Regions from separate parts of the Gossypium hirsutum genome. Here all the other regions are linked to region 1. A link is a contact called in public Hi-C data. All regions are on one chromosome and are shown on one strand. The core of a region is the stretch at or near the end of the contact, and the rest is flanking DNA. Distances in the headings are between cores, read along the strand shown. Region 1 holds the start of LOC107926930 (protein DETOXIFICATION 49). Region 2 holds the start of LOC107926994. Region 3 holds the start of LOC107927001 (RHOMBOID-like protein 3).

The links. A called contact is a pair of places that touch in the nucleus more often than the background predicts.
Region 2: a contact with region 1 is called in a Hi-C map of leaf, with 1.8 times the contacts expected there. The contact joins the promoter of LOC107926994 here to the promoter of LOC107926930 in region 1. A contact is called at or near these places in 8 of 34 Hi-C or Micro-C datasets (anther, hypocotyl, leaf and 2 more).
Region 3: a contact with region 1 is called in a Hi-C map of leaf, with 2.7 times the contacts expected there. The contact joins the promoter of LOC107927001 here to the promoter of LOC107926930 in region 1. A contact is called at or near these places in 8 of 34 Hi-C or Micro-C datasets (hypocotyl, leaf and seedling).

What each region holds. Positions count from the first base shown.
Region 1 is chrA08:117,634,492-117,639,431 of Gossypium_hirsutum_v2.1, reverse strand. It overlaps LOC107926930 (protein DETOXIFICATION 49), which reads right to left and starts at 3,151. Exons shown (of 1, transcript XM_016857875.2): 1 at 827-3,151. The coding sequence starts at 2,896. The coding sequence ends at 1,289.
Region 2 is chrA08:117,455,027-117,459,918 of Gossypium_hirsutum_v2.1, reverse strand. LOC107926994 reads left to right here and starts at 3,240. Exons shown (of 3, transcript XM_016857950.2): 1 at 3,240-4,504. The coding sequence starts at 3,725.
Region 3 is chrA08:117,831,543-117,836,462 of Gossypium_hirsutum_v2.1, reverse strand. LOC107927001 (RHOMBOID-like protein 3) reads left to right here and starts at 1,412. Exons shown (of 5, transcript XM_016857958.2): 1 at 1,412-1,990; 2 at 2,196-2,359; 3 at 2,478-2,641; 4 at 2,778-3,028; 5 at 3,121-3,392. The coding sequence starts at 1,701. The coding sequence ends at 3,232. It also overlaps the pseudogene LOC107927000.

The DNA of each region.
Region 1 (4,940 bases), core at 1,902-4,401:
CAACTCCCGAACCCATTTTATGGATTTTGTAGACCGAAAATAATTGTTTTAATAAATCAAACCTCTTATTAAAACGATCAAATTACGAGGTGACCTGATCACGCCACTTAAAAGTGATTGGTGGCGACTCCATTTTTGTTTTTTCAAATAAAAAGTCGATTTCACAAAAAAGGTTTCGACAAGTATGATCCGAATCCGATTCTCCATATATGTTTCCTAAAATGATATGATCTTCATTGATGGCTAGATACATTCCATAATATCACCACAACCTAAAAATTTGATTCAATAAATTACTAATAGCTCGAATATGTTTGTCGCAATTAGTTAGGGAATGAGCACTCCCTCTAACGGTTTTTCCATATTTTGAACATATTGAAAAAAAAAAAGGAAAAAATATGAAATGTTAACCAAATAAATATTGAAGTTGAGGTAGAAGTTAAAAAGAGATGATTCAAACGTAGACGAATTATGATCTGCATGTTTGAGCCTATGCTATAGAAAGTCAAATTCAGGTATTCGACAATAGCAATATGTCGTAATTCCAGTTGGTTACTTGAATTCGTTTTTTTGAGACAACAAATATTGAGGCAGGCAAAGAAGATAACATGGGATTTTATAACTTTTTAACACCATATTGTCTAATATATAAAATTTCAATACGCCAATTATTATTATATGAAATATGTTCTTTGTATCATATTGTATTATATTTTAAGTAACCTGGTGTCTTCTATTTGACAAATCCCAATTGAGAGACAGAAGATGGACTCCACTTTATAACATTTATTGAGGTTCGAAATTCAGTCGACAAAATAGAAACTACTCAATCTTTGCCGGGTGTGTCCAAATGAGTAAAGAAACCATTTCTAAGTTAGTGTCAAGTAGTCTTTAAAAAGCAAGAGAAAATCTAGATTTGTTTTGTTGAATTGATATTTGGGTCGTAAAACTCAATTTTTTTAGATTAAATTTTCCACCCAAATGAAAAACGGGGTTTGAACCTATACCCCACGTGTCATTTTATGACACTAACTCGTACGCGCAAAGTACGATGTTGATTTTTCGATACCCGATTGAGAAATTGCTACGTTGTACGCGCAACGTGATGCATTTCCAAACAAAACGACACAACAAACATGGCCGGACTAAGAAACTTGTACTGTTTGGTTCACAAATCTATGTTCTGTTTCTCCGTTTTTTCCATTCCGAAACACAAAGAAATTCTATTCTGATCAAATTCACAGAAAAAAAAAACAATTGGTTAGAAAAATCAACCCCTGCTATTAACTCAAATCAGACAGGTAAGTTGTTTTTGTTTTTTGTCATGATGTAATAACCCTGAAGATTCTTTCATACTCCCATCCTGGTTGGCGTGGTCATCATCATCAACAGGGACCTCTCTGGTCAGTTCCTGCGCCCTCCAGGCTTGAAAGTCCCAATCGGTGCGAATCACAGTGAACAACATGGTTAGCAAACACGAACCTTGGGCGGCTAGAAGACCAAGCCAAAGACCTTTGAAGTCAAACCCTGCGAAGAAACTTAGCCACACTGCAACTGGCATGCCTACAAGGTAAAAACATCCCAAGTTGATGTTTGCTCCTAATTTTGGCCTCGCCGTTCCTCTTAAAACTCCGCAGCCTGTTGTTTGTGGGCAGTTTCCGAGCTCACAAAGTCCAAGTATAGGCAAAACCATGGATGTTAAGGCGATGATTTCCGGGTCTTGGGTGAATATTGCAGCCCATTTTTTTCTAATCAATATAGCAAAAAGGAATGCGGAAAATCCGAGTACCGAGCTCGATGAGAGGCCGACGATTGCAGCTAGTTTTGCTTTGTTTGGATTGTTAGCTCCAAGTTCATTTCCGACTCTTGTTGACACACCAAAGCTTAAGGAAGATGGAAAAATGTATATAAAAGATGTGGTTTGAATTAAAATACCCATTGAAGCAACAGTTGCTTGTGGATTTAACAACAGCCCACATAACAAAATCATGATTTCATACCACCACCATTCCAGGCAAACTGAAATGCAGCTTGGAATGGATAAATTCAATAAATATTTCCAGCCTTTGAAGCAGTCTGAGGAAATTCCACCCCATGTTTTCTTGTACACCCCGGAGATTTTCACGTAAACAATCAACGAACCTACGAGATTGAAGTTCGTCCAAACGGACCCCAAAGCAACGCCTTTGATGCCAAGATTGAGCACCGAAACAAGAAGGTAATTAATGGGAATGTGGAGAAGAATCGCCAGAGTCGAACAGTATGTGAGAGGCAAAGTTATAGACTGAGTCCTCAAATATGTACGCAAAGGGTGTAAAATGGATTGTGCAAGAAGGTCTGGAAGAGAATAAAGAATGTAGGATTGAGCTTCATTGGCCATATTTTCATCTTGGCCGCAAAAGAGAAGGATATTTTTCATGCTGAACCACAAAGAAGCAATGGCAATTGAAGTCAAAAGAAGCATAAGTATCATTTTTTGCATGGTGAGGCCAAGAACTTTGAATCTTTTGGCACCAAAAGCTTGACCACAGATGGGCTCCATCCCCATGGCAAGGCCAGAGAGAACGGAGTACCCTGTGATGTTAGCAAATCCAATAGCCAGTGAGCCACCAGCTAAAGCGAGCTCCCCTAGACGCCCAAGAAACAACATGGAAATCATGGATCGAGAGTAGAGCAACAGCCCCGTTAGTACCATCGGGAAAGCTACGTTGGCTATGCAATTCAATTCACCAATTATTGGAGACAGACAAGTCTTTTCTGAAGTCATGTCTTGTCTTTGTTCTGTTAGGATCTTGAGGTTCAAAGGAGTACTTAACATATCTGATTCTTGTACCACGATTGTAGCAAGATTTTCGTGATCCAAACTCTGTTTGCAAGATGAGGAGAAGCCCCCCATGATTGTGCACTTCCTTTTTATGGTACGGTGAGAAAACGAAAGTGGGAAGAGCACTAAGGGTAAACCAGAGAGGAATTTGGGTATAATCGTTTGAAGGAGAGATAGCCAATTGGGGGGGGGGGACTGAAAAGATGGAAAGAGTATGTGGGTTTTAAAGGGGTTTTTAACCTGTGGAGACAAGAACAATTGACAGATCGAGCTTCCTTTTATGAACGACCAGGAGATGTCACTGTTGCCAATTGGGTGTGCAAATGAAAAATCAACCCCTGAATGGGAACTCGCTTTGTTTAAAATTGCTTCACAAGTGTGAAGTATTTATGAGGATATCGGTTTAAAACCTATTTGCCTTTTACCTTCTTTAATTGATCTAATTAAAGGGGGAACAAAGCCTTTTTAACTCTCCGATTTTACGTTTTTAGTTGAGGAAACATAATAAATATTTGGACGGTTATATGTGGACCTAATTATACACATGAGGAAGCTTGCTGAACCTCTACTGTTTTGTTGCTCAAGCAACCCTCTCAATTATCTTATTAATTTCCACCAATTGATTGGCTGCTTTAATAATGTTTAAACCCTCTTCTTTTCGGGGACCTAACCAAATAATTTTTTAAGAATGCCCATGGCTATGCAAGTTGTTTGTTACTGTTAGGCTTGAGTTGATATTTCATACCTTCTTTATTTTTTATTGATATGATTGAGGTTAAAATGATAAAGGTAAAAATAGTGAAAATTAAAATGTATAAAATAATATTTGTATATATTTATGAAAATATCCAATTATTTTTAAAATTTTATAATTAAATTAGTAAAGATGAATCTAACCTGTTAGGTTGAATTAAACATTAATACTCGATTTACACATGAATGTTTTAAGTAGTTAATGGTTAAAGTTAGGATGAAATCATAACTAACTCCTTTACACACAAATAATAAAGAAATCACTGAGTTTTTAGTCTTTTTGAATGTGTCAAATAAGGAATAAAATAGTAATATTTTCATGGTGCTGACACATAATGATTTTTTATAGTATATACATATAATAATAACAATTTAACGGACCACATAAAAGAGATGGGATTTAATTGATCTTTTGTTTTGGCAAAAAAGAGAGAGATAATGTTATGAAAACATAAGGCTAGGGTTTACCACTAAATCCTATGATTTTGTCTTGGAGCTAGCATTGGTCGGATAGGCCTAGGCTCTTCGTGGATTCAGTGTACTCAGCAGCTATGGACGGTGGCGGGCGCCGATATATGCCGAAGGGAGGGGGATCCTGCTTTACATGTTTCATGTTTGTCTCGATCGACCATCATCTTCCTCGGACACTTCACAAAGCTCGAATTAACCAATAGTGTCACATGAAAGGTACAAGCAACTGTGATCAACAAACAGTAACGGCAATTTTGTTCTTTGTGACAAAGGGAACTCATGCTCCTGTTTATGTACTTTAATATATCATTTTTGAAATCGAAGTCTACAATAAGTTAATTAATTCTTCTTTTCATGATTGTTACTTGAAATTGTGAGTACAATCTCTCCATCGTTACTATATCAACAAGATTTGTTTGGTTAAGTCAACAAACTCAGATTTTCATCCCTGTTATTTTCTGTTTAAGCAAGTTTTTCGTTAATATTCAGTAAATGAATTATACTTTACATTTATGAAAACAACCCACATTCTAAAGATAACCAAATTTGTACAATCCACTATCACTAAAATCATAATTTATCAAAGAATAATAGGCTTCTTTCCCACACAAAAAGTGTCCATTTATGTTATACTTTTTATGAGTTTGCTAACGTTTTTAGCACCATTTTTTTAGGTTAATTAATCAACATATTTAAGGAGGCAAAAAATCAATATATTTACAATTTTAATAGAGGAGATTATTATATGAGATTCATTGTATAAGTTTCAAAATTATATATGAAATAAATTATTAATTGTTTTTTAATATTTTATTTGAGTCTTTAAAGTTTTAGTGTTGTATCAATTAATTTTTTTTATTAGTTTAGAGTTGTTAACTTTGTAGAACACTCA
Region 2 (4,892 bases), core at 1,991-4,490, 180 kb after region 1:
TCGGTACAACCCTTAATGGTTTGCATTTGAATCAATTTAGAAAATAGATCGAATGTATCACTCTCGCAATGAATGTGTTTCTCGCTATAAGCAAGAGATGACTTAAAGATTAAATTAATTTCTTCAGATTATTATTCAATTTATTGTAATTAAATAATTAAATTTCAGAGTAAAAATTAAATTAATTAATCATCATAGTTTTATAGAAGAAGACAATTAAATTTATTTACTCATAGATTTTAGTACGGTTAAGTCTTCATAATTTTAACGAAATTAGAATTGAGTTAATAAAATAATTTAATTGAGTGAATTATTTAAATTTATTTTAATTAATTAAATAAATAATATTTTAAGAAATATAAAATTATATTAATTGATTAAAGGTTTAGATAACATATATAATTATACTTAACACATTAGACAAGCCCAACTGACCCATCTAACATGTAATGGGCAGCAACCTTAGGTGTGCCGCCCACTTGCCTATAGTTTTAGTAGGAGTATGTATTTTCTATTAAAATAATAGTATTTGCTTTTGTTTAATTATGACTCGTGGTTTTTCTCTATAAATAAAGACTATAGGCTAGGTCAAATAAAACAACACAAAGTATTATTATTTTGTCAAATATTATTGAGATTTATGCCATAAATAAATTCTATTTTTGAGAGAGTTTTCTTTTGATTTTTAGTTTATAAAGAGATTTGTTTTTTTCCACTAGAAAATCAATAAAGTTTTCATTATTTTTATTGGTTCAAGAATTTAGAGCCCACACTTTAAGTAAATCGAGAGTTTGAGAATAACGGACAAAATTATGTTGCTAGAAAGTTGAGACATGCATATTCCAAAACATAGAAACGAATTTGATAAATGGTTTATTACTATAAATAACATAGCGGCTAAGTTTTTGAAAAATTTTAAATCTTCCGCTATGTAACAAAATCGTTTTGTAAACTAAATTTTTCCACCATCTCCCATTTACATTAGAGATGGCGAGCATACTATTGCTGAGTACATAGATTTCTTTTTGGTTGATCAATCATCTACTTATAATGCTATTTTCGGTGTAGGCCGATTGTTGCAAAGTTAAGAAATAATTCTTTGATCCATTAAAAAACAACTCAACTTAGAAATATCTAGATCACATCAAAAAATGCATTCCAAATTTGCTTATGTTTTAAACTTAAAAAATAGCAGATTTGGTAAATTTAATTTTATAATTTTCACCCATCCATGATGTATATTACTCTTGAACCCTCTTGAGTTCATATCATGCAGGGCTTGGTTGTGAAATAGATGCATCACAAGCCGATGTGGAAGAAAAGGAACAAAAACGGCCCCTACAGATGTAGAAGCTAAGGCGGCAAAAATTACCAAATTTGAATTGGGATATCTTGGGGTTTAGATACAAGATAGAAGTGTTAGCTGCAAGAGAACCAAGTGGGGCAGTTGGCTTTGGCTACGAAGTGTTCTCCGTTGGGTGCTCATTGAATTAGAAATAGGTGCAGAGGTTGAGGTAAGGGTTTGTTTCTATGGTTGTGTTTATATCTTCTTGTTTGAAACTTCTAACAAACAATGCCAAAATGTTTGTTTCTTCTAGAGATGAAGGAGGATTGCAAGAATTGAATATTGAATTACGAGTTTGTCTTGAACGAGTTAACTAAAAAAGTATTGGAATAGTTACTTTGATTGCTCTTTGACAATTAAATTAGTTATGGAAAATTACAAAATTAAATGTGCCTCTTACATCTAAAACTCAACTCAGATAAATCATTTTTTTGTAACTAATTCATAGCCAAAGACTCTCTTCTCATTAGCTCATGTTTTTGTCCTCATCAATGGCCTAGTATGAATAGAGCAAGGATAGCAGCTGGCTAGGCTTTGTATATCTTAGACCATTAGCCTCGTCTAATTATTTAGAAGTCACTTTTTATTATTAAGGGTAAATTACACTATTAATCATTAAACTATAGGTAAATTTTTATTTTAGTCACTAAATTATTAGGAAATTTTTATTTAAATCGTCAAATTATTTAGAAGTTTTCATTTAAGTCATTAGAATATTTTTTTTTTAAAAAAAAAGCTTCACCAGCAAGCTTCAAGCGACGGTTTGACAATTAGAATGGTGGATCAATACCCTTCGAGGAGGAAAAACAAAATACCTTAGATCTAACTCGATATGATGGTCAATATTGGAGATTGAAGAAAAGAAACTATTTGAATTTTGGTTTGTAAATTTGTGATGTCTAAAATTATTTCATAAAAAAACTTAACTATAGAAGAGAAGGAGAAAAAGAACTTCCGATTGGTGTAGGCAATATGAACAAAGAAAGCTATATAACATCAATTTTAACATCCCAGTGACTTAAATGAAAACTTTCAAATAGTTCAGTGACCAAATTGTAACTTTTTTTAGTTAAGTAACTAAAACGAAAACTTACCCATAAATTAGTAAGTAATGATACAATCTGCCCTATTATTAATTAGTATAAGACTATTATTTGATGAAACCTAAAAGTACTAGGTACCGAAATTAACTTAACTCAGATTAAAACTTAAAAAAGAAAAAATGAACCAAATAATAAACAACCATTCAGTACCTAATATTAGCCTTAGTGCAACATAGTGACTCATAAATCATCACTTAAGTCTTTATTATTATGGGACTTGGACTAAAAAGAACTCCTAATAATTCAATTCCATTTACTACTGAACTGCCCCAACCTAATTTTTTTAATTGTGAGGTATCAAGAGATGTGCTGAAGCCCATAGCCCATCACTACTTAGGGGGAGGGTGGATCATCATCTTTTATAAGGTGATAACTATAAATTTTTATACTCCTAAGATTAATTTCTCAATTGAAACAACAATAATCATCAAAAGAATATACACTCAATTTCAATATCTCATATATGTTTTTAAGCATGACTATTTTTTTAAGAAAGAGATGTTAAGTTTCAAAACATTTTCAAACTCAACCCTGACATACTAAATGTTGTAAAATTTAAAAATAGTATAGGATCTAAGTTTTTCAAATCTTAAACAAATATATTTTGAAAAATAATTATAATATACAAAACCATTTTTGTTTAGGTAAAAAATGAGAATCAAACTACTATTTTATCATAAAATTTGTTGCAAAGACAAACACACGTGACAAAGCACGTGAAGACTTTCCTCCAGTATCGCTGCATGCATGGAAGATAGCACATCATTTTCAGATTTTTTTCAGAGGTCAACTACTGGTCTCTCAAACTCTTCTTTCATCTTTCCCCTTCACTGTAATAACAAAATTATAAATAAATAAACTTTTACATGCATTTAATTCACCAATTCAAAAAACCCATTAAAATATTGAAACTTAAGATTCAAAAACTGAAAGCATCGACAAGAACAAGAGGAAGAAGGAGATGAAGCAGCAGTGCAGCATCATCCTAGCTTCTCTCTCACCTTTCAAAATCTTCACCCTAGAGATCTTTACAACCTTTAAAATCTTTCCTCTATAAATCCCTCTCTCTCTGTAATTTTTCCATTTCTGCGTTCCTCTGTTGTACTAAAAGCTGCTTATGTTCTGATCATTCTGAGTCTATTTTAAATGCCCTCTTATCTTCTTCAAGTTTTCATCATCATATCATATCCAACATTGCTTACAGCTGTAAGTAACAATTAACGTATTACATAACCCTTTTTTGTTTAAAACCCTGCAACCTTTTTCTCCCATCAATATGGCTTTGATCGGTGTTCCCGCTGATCATATTAAGCTTAGGAAAACGCTTTCGTTCGAGAAGAAACCTTTGATGCTCAAAGATTTCCTCCTAAGAGACGATCTGAGTTCCTGCTCTTCTAGTGGTTTCAAATCGTTTCCACGTCAACGTTGCTGCACCACCGTCAGGTTTCTTCTCGAGGCCGAGTTGAAGAAATCCAAAGATAATTACTCAAGCACCACTAAACGGCTTCTTTTCAGAAGCCGTTCGAAACCAGGTGCCGCCACCATTTCAGCTCTGCAAAGAGCTTCAGAAGTTGTTCTTAACGCCGTCAAGCTACTCCCTTTTCCTTCCGTCAAGTCATCATCTTCATCGTTGTCGATGAAAAGAAACAGTTCCAGGAAAGTGCATTTTACCAGGAATTTTTCAAGGAAGCTCTTGAAAAGAAGCTTTTGGAGAAAAGCTGACAAGGAAGATCATCAGGGTGAGATCAGACGCTGCAAGTTGTTCCGTGAATTTCTTGAAGAGAAAAATGAACCGTCCGATCAGAATACGACTACCAACGTCAGTACCACCGACACATCCTCCTACTCCTCAACAACCATTACTGCCAGTAGGGTCTCCTCCAACACAAGCAGTAACAGCTGGGCAGAAAGTGAATTTACTGCGGATGTTTTACAGACTTGGAGCAGTAATTCAGAGAGGTCGAGCCAAAACGACATCGTTGAGGCTGAAACAAGTTTACCCCAGAAGGAAGAAGTCAGCAATACAGTGGGTGAGGATTCCATCAACTTCACAAAGGTAAATTGGTAGGAGATGAATTGATTTGAATTCAATATTTTGCGTGTTCAAATTTTAATTAAAATTAATTTTATCCTTTGTCTGTTGCTGGCGTTATCTGATTGTTTGATGTCTTTTAATCACCACATATATTTTTGGAATGATGAATTAGGTAAGGGATGTGAAGGGGATTTTGAGATTTAGTGAGGGTAGGATTGGGGAAGGGCAGAAACAGCTGGAAGTGGGATCGCAATCGCATGGATTCCTTTACTTTCCCACGCGTGGAATATTTATCGGGAAGTGATAGGGTACATCTCGAAGCTTTGGAATTAAATTCCCAAGGAGCAACCCGAGGCCTTAGATCCCCCTACACGGCGTAGAAACCCGAAACGAATATGAAATAGTACAT
Region 3 (4,920 bases), core at 163-2,662, 200 kb before region 1:
CATGTAGTTGCAGCATTTATTATTTATTTATATAAGCTCCGTCCGATTTGCGTGTGTCTATCATATATGAATAGAGGAGGTTTAGTATAAAGGACGTGAAAAGGCAGATGGCAGATGGCAGATGGCAGATGGCAGATGGCGGAGGCGTAGAGCGTAGGTTGAAAGCCAAAGGAACTAGTCCAGCCAGCCAGCCAACCAACTGAAACCCATAGTGGCTTGCTGCCAACTCACTCCACCTATAAAATTTCGCTTCATTTGCTGAGCAATTCCTATCCTAATCCGCGTAATATCAGCGTGTCATTTAAATAATAAAAGTCAATCCCTGTAATGATTTTATTGCCATTTTGAGTGTTTGTGATCAGCTCCTTAACATGGAAGGCATCAGCCTTTCATACCCATTTTTACCATATCCATATTTATATATCAATTAAGGTTTACACCAAAAAATCTTAACGCCAGAGTTTATGGAATTTTCTTCAAACCAAAGAATAATTTACAAATTATATGTTAAATATCCATATAGGAAACTATATTTTTTAATTCCTTTTCCTATTTTATTCATTTCTTTATTACACTCCATCTGTTAATAACTCATTTCACAAACTTTATCTAAGCCACTATTTTAGAGGAATCAGAATTGCAATTTTTTAACGATTAACTTATAATTTTTAAAGCAATTTTACTATTTGAGGACCTCAGTTTCCAATGCTGCCTTTTACAAGATGTACTCTCAATATACATAATACCATTCTTTCTTTCTTTCCTTTAATTAGATGAGCATGAAATGAAAAATTGACAACCACATATGGCTGGAGGCCCTCTACCTCTACCATTGACTAATTGAAGATATATTAATTATTTGCTTAAAATATGCTGTATTTCGTCTAAGTTTGAGATTTAGCAATCAAGTTTTCTTTTTTTTCTATTTAGAAATTTTAGTCTAATCAGTAATATTATCAGTATTTTCTGTTAAAATTTATCAATTTTACACATTAATTAAATTATTTTTATATAATGTGAGATATGATTAACAAAAAATAAATATATTAAATTAATAAATTTTAATAAAAACTATCATCAACAATAATAGTTTAACTAAGATTTTTAAATCAAAAAAAAATAAAAATTTTAATTTTTAAGTATAAGGATTAAATCTGAATTTTTTAAAATATAAAAACTAATAGCATATTTTAAAAGAAATGAGAAATTGGAATTTTCTTATTTTTCCGTGATTATTATGGCATTAAAAGGTGATAGAATGTAGAATGTTGATCATTTCCAGGTGGGGATAATTACGAAGTTAGAATCACTTTCCATAACGTTCATTCTTCATCAAAAGGTTAAAAAACTAATGCATCACTTTATTAAAGATTTTGGGGTTCATCAATGTTACATTTAAAAGAGGAGGTAAAGAACAAGCTTTTACTCTATCAAACCCAACAGTCAATCACACAAACCACCACGAAACAAAGCTCAAAGATAGAGACAGACAGACTGACAGCTATAAAAACTTGTAGGCTGTAGCTCAACGGTTAAATCTGTACCCACAACCCAAATCTCTCTCCATTTCTACTAATCGAAATAGATATAAATTTGAGTTTGATCCCAGTTTCCTTTGAAAAAGAAAACCCCACAGAAGAAAAAAAGGTACAAATTTTATTCATTAAACTTGAAAAAGAACCAAGTTTTTGTATTGGAGGATGGCAAGTGGGGATCTAGAGCGAGGAGGAAGGAATGGGAAGAACAGAGCAAATAGCTATCACCAATCATCATCTCCTTTCTATGTAGAAAACACTGATAAGCAATGGACTTCATGGCTTGTTCCAATGTTCGTGGTGGCTAATGTTGCTGTTTTTTTTGTGGTGATGTATATCAATGATTGCCCTAACAACAATCTGGGATTTGAAGGCAGCTGCGTGGCTAAGTTCCTTGGCAAGCTTTCTTTTCAGCCTTTGAAAGAAAATCCTCTCTTTGGTCCTTCTTCTCATACGTAAGCCGCATCTACTCCCATCTCTAAATCTGATGGTTTTAAACCCGCTTCGAATTGGGTTAGAATGGAACTTGAGGCTCCTTGGATTTTTATATGATGTGTATCTTTCCTGTTCTTTTTCAGTCTATAGCAAGATTTTAATTAGGTCATGCCATTGGCAATAATTGTAGCTCTTTCTAACTTTCTAATTTTTGTTCTTATTCAGATTGGACAAATTGGGAGCACTAAATTGGAGCAAGGTAGCGCATGGCAAGCAAGGATGGAGGCTCATCACTTGCATCTGGCTACATGCTGGCGTTATTCATCTTCTTGCTAACATGTTGAGCTTGGTCTTCATTGGAATTCGCCTTGAACAGCAATTTGGATTCCGTATTCTATCTGTCCTTTTCTTAGTGCTTGATTAATGATTATTTGATTCATTACTTGCTGAATGAAGAATTTGATCATCTTGCTGTTATAGCTTATATATGTGTTTTTCCCCTGACAGTGCGTATTGGGCTTATCTATCTATTGTCCGGCTTTGGAGGGAGTATACTATCATCTCTTTTCATTCAGGATAATATTTCTGTTGGTGCATCTGGTGCTTTATTCGGCCTTCTGGGAGCAATGTTATCGGAGCTTCTGACTAACTGGACTATCTACACAAATAAGGTATGTCATCTGCCCTTTGTATATATACGCTTTGAAAGCAAAAATGTTTACATGTTGCATTCTATTGGAAAATAGTAATTGCTTTGATGTTTGTTGCATAATTGTTAACTGTGAGTTTGTTGACGTATGTGTGTAGGCTGCTGCTCTGATCACACTTGTGGTCATTATTGCCATTAACTTAGCAGTAGGGATTCTTCCTCACGTCGATAACTTCGCACATATCGGTGGCTTCTTGACCGGCTTTCTCCTTGGGTTTGTTTTGCTGCTTCGTCCCCAATTCGGGTGGGTTCAACGTCAGCATGTTCCTGCTGGTGCACCTGTTAAATCTAAGCACAGGGCATACCAATATGTTTTCTGGGTGATTGCAGTGGTCTTGGTTATAGTTGGGTAAGTATCTAAATCCTGCATTTTAATTTAGCTTTCGTCCTTCTGTTGACTGGAAAGATTGATATGTTGTATAATTTATGGATGGGATGCAGATTCACAGTCGGATTGGTGATGCTGTTTAGAGGAGAAAATGGAAATGACCATTGCAGCTGGTGCCATTACCTGAGCTGTGTTCCTACATCAAGTTGGCACTGTGGAAAATAATAATGAAACCATTACCATTACTACTATTAACCCCCGTCTTCATCTTCTCTCACTCAATTCTTTCACTATTTTTATTCGTTTATTAATTTCTTCCGGTTGATATTTGTCTATGTATATGCTTAGAGATTATATTTGAATATTAGTAAATTCGTTGTTCTTATATGGATGCAATTCTATACATCATATATGTTGTCATTGAATGCAGGTTTACTTAGAAAGTAGAGATAAATCTTTGACGTATTTTCAGACCTTTTTTTCTTCCAAAGTCACCTATAGAAATGGCAGTGCTCTGCTCTGATCCACCTATAGAGAAATACATTGGCACTGAGTGATTGGAATCTTATATCAAGGTGATAGGACATTGACCCCCTTCTCTGCTCCCTGATAAACACATTTTAATGAAATTTGTACTGTTTTTTTTTTTTTTGACTTTTCACTGCCCTGACTGAGACTTTGGGTCACCTCGTTGCCCCCTGATTCTTCAGTACATAAACCTTTTCTAGCCTGAGCCAGTAAAACTCTTGGCTGCTTCGTAAATTCCATAGGTTTTTCTTTTAACCTGCATGCCAAAACCTACCCACTAGACTGGATACCACCAAAAGTCGGGATTATTTTCTAAAGTTTGCCAATAAAGATTGCCAAATGTAGTTTACATGCCTTTAGAATTCTGCCAGCATGCAAAACTTATATAAAGGGTCACAAGCAGGAATGAATAACTTTAATCACATCTACAAAAGAAGGATTAAAGAAATGGGACAAAGGGACAATTATGACTAAACCCTATTTCATCTTTGTTTTTCATAAGGTTACTCCTTGTAAAGCACATTTTGAATACATGATCTTTGAAACTTGATTGGAAGTCACATGCACTAAAACACAATGAGAGAGTTAGGTCAAGAGTCATCAACATAAGTCCTACCTACGCATGAAAACATGAACATAAAGCAAAAGGGAACACAGCAAACCCTTATTTAGTAATATCTATATCCAACAGGCATTCCTAGCCTGTCCAAACGACCTGAACCTGGATAAGCCTTGTTTGCAAAGTTTGCGTGCAAGGCAGACTTCAGTGTACATGATTTCAATTCTCCGAAGCCGTGAATGGAATACCTCTTTGTCGAACTGGATCTGTCATGCTGGGGTCTTTGTTTGGGACCACTCAGAGACCTTACCTTAGCCCTTGAAGATTCAGTGAAAGCCATGTAATTTGGGTGGTCCGAGTAACCGCTTAAATAGCTTCTTGACCCATCACTCTTGGCAGGAGTAAAGGGGCTTCTCATAGAACTACCCCCTTTTGATGATGCCGAATGGAAATCTGGACTATTATCAGCAGTACAGAAAGGACTTTCCTCGACCTCATGAGGGAACTTCAATAAATTTAAGGACTGAACTTCAGACAAAGGAGTAGGAGCTGTTTGATGTGAGTCTCTAGAATTTGTGAAGCTACAACCATATAGATCAGAATTCAATGCAAGGTGTGTAGAGTGAAACAGGTTTCGGCGTTTGGAGGTGAAACGGGGTTTCCCAATATCAACCTCAAGAATTTTGTCATTCTTTTTTCATCATCCGTATGACCAATTCTTGTCGAATGCCCTCGTTGATCCCATGATTGATCATCAATCCAGTGGTCGGACGTATACCAACCTGGGTGCATTTGCTCATAATTATCACGAGTCCTTCCACTCAAC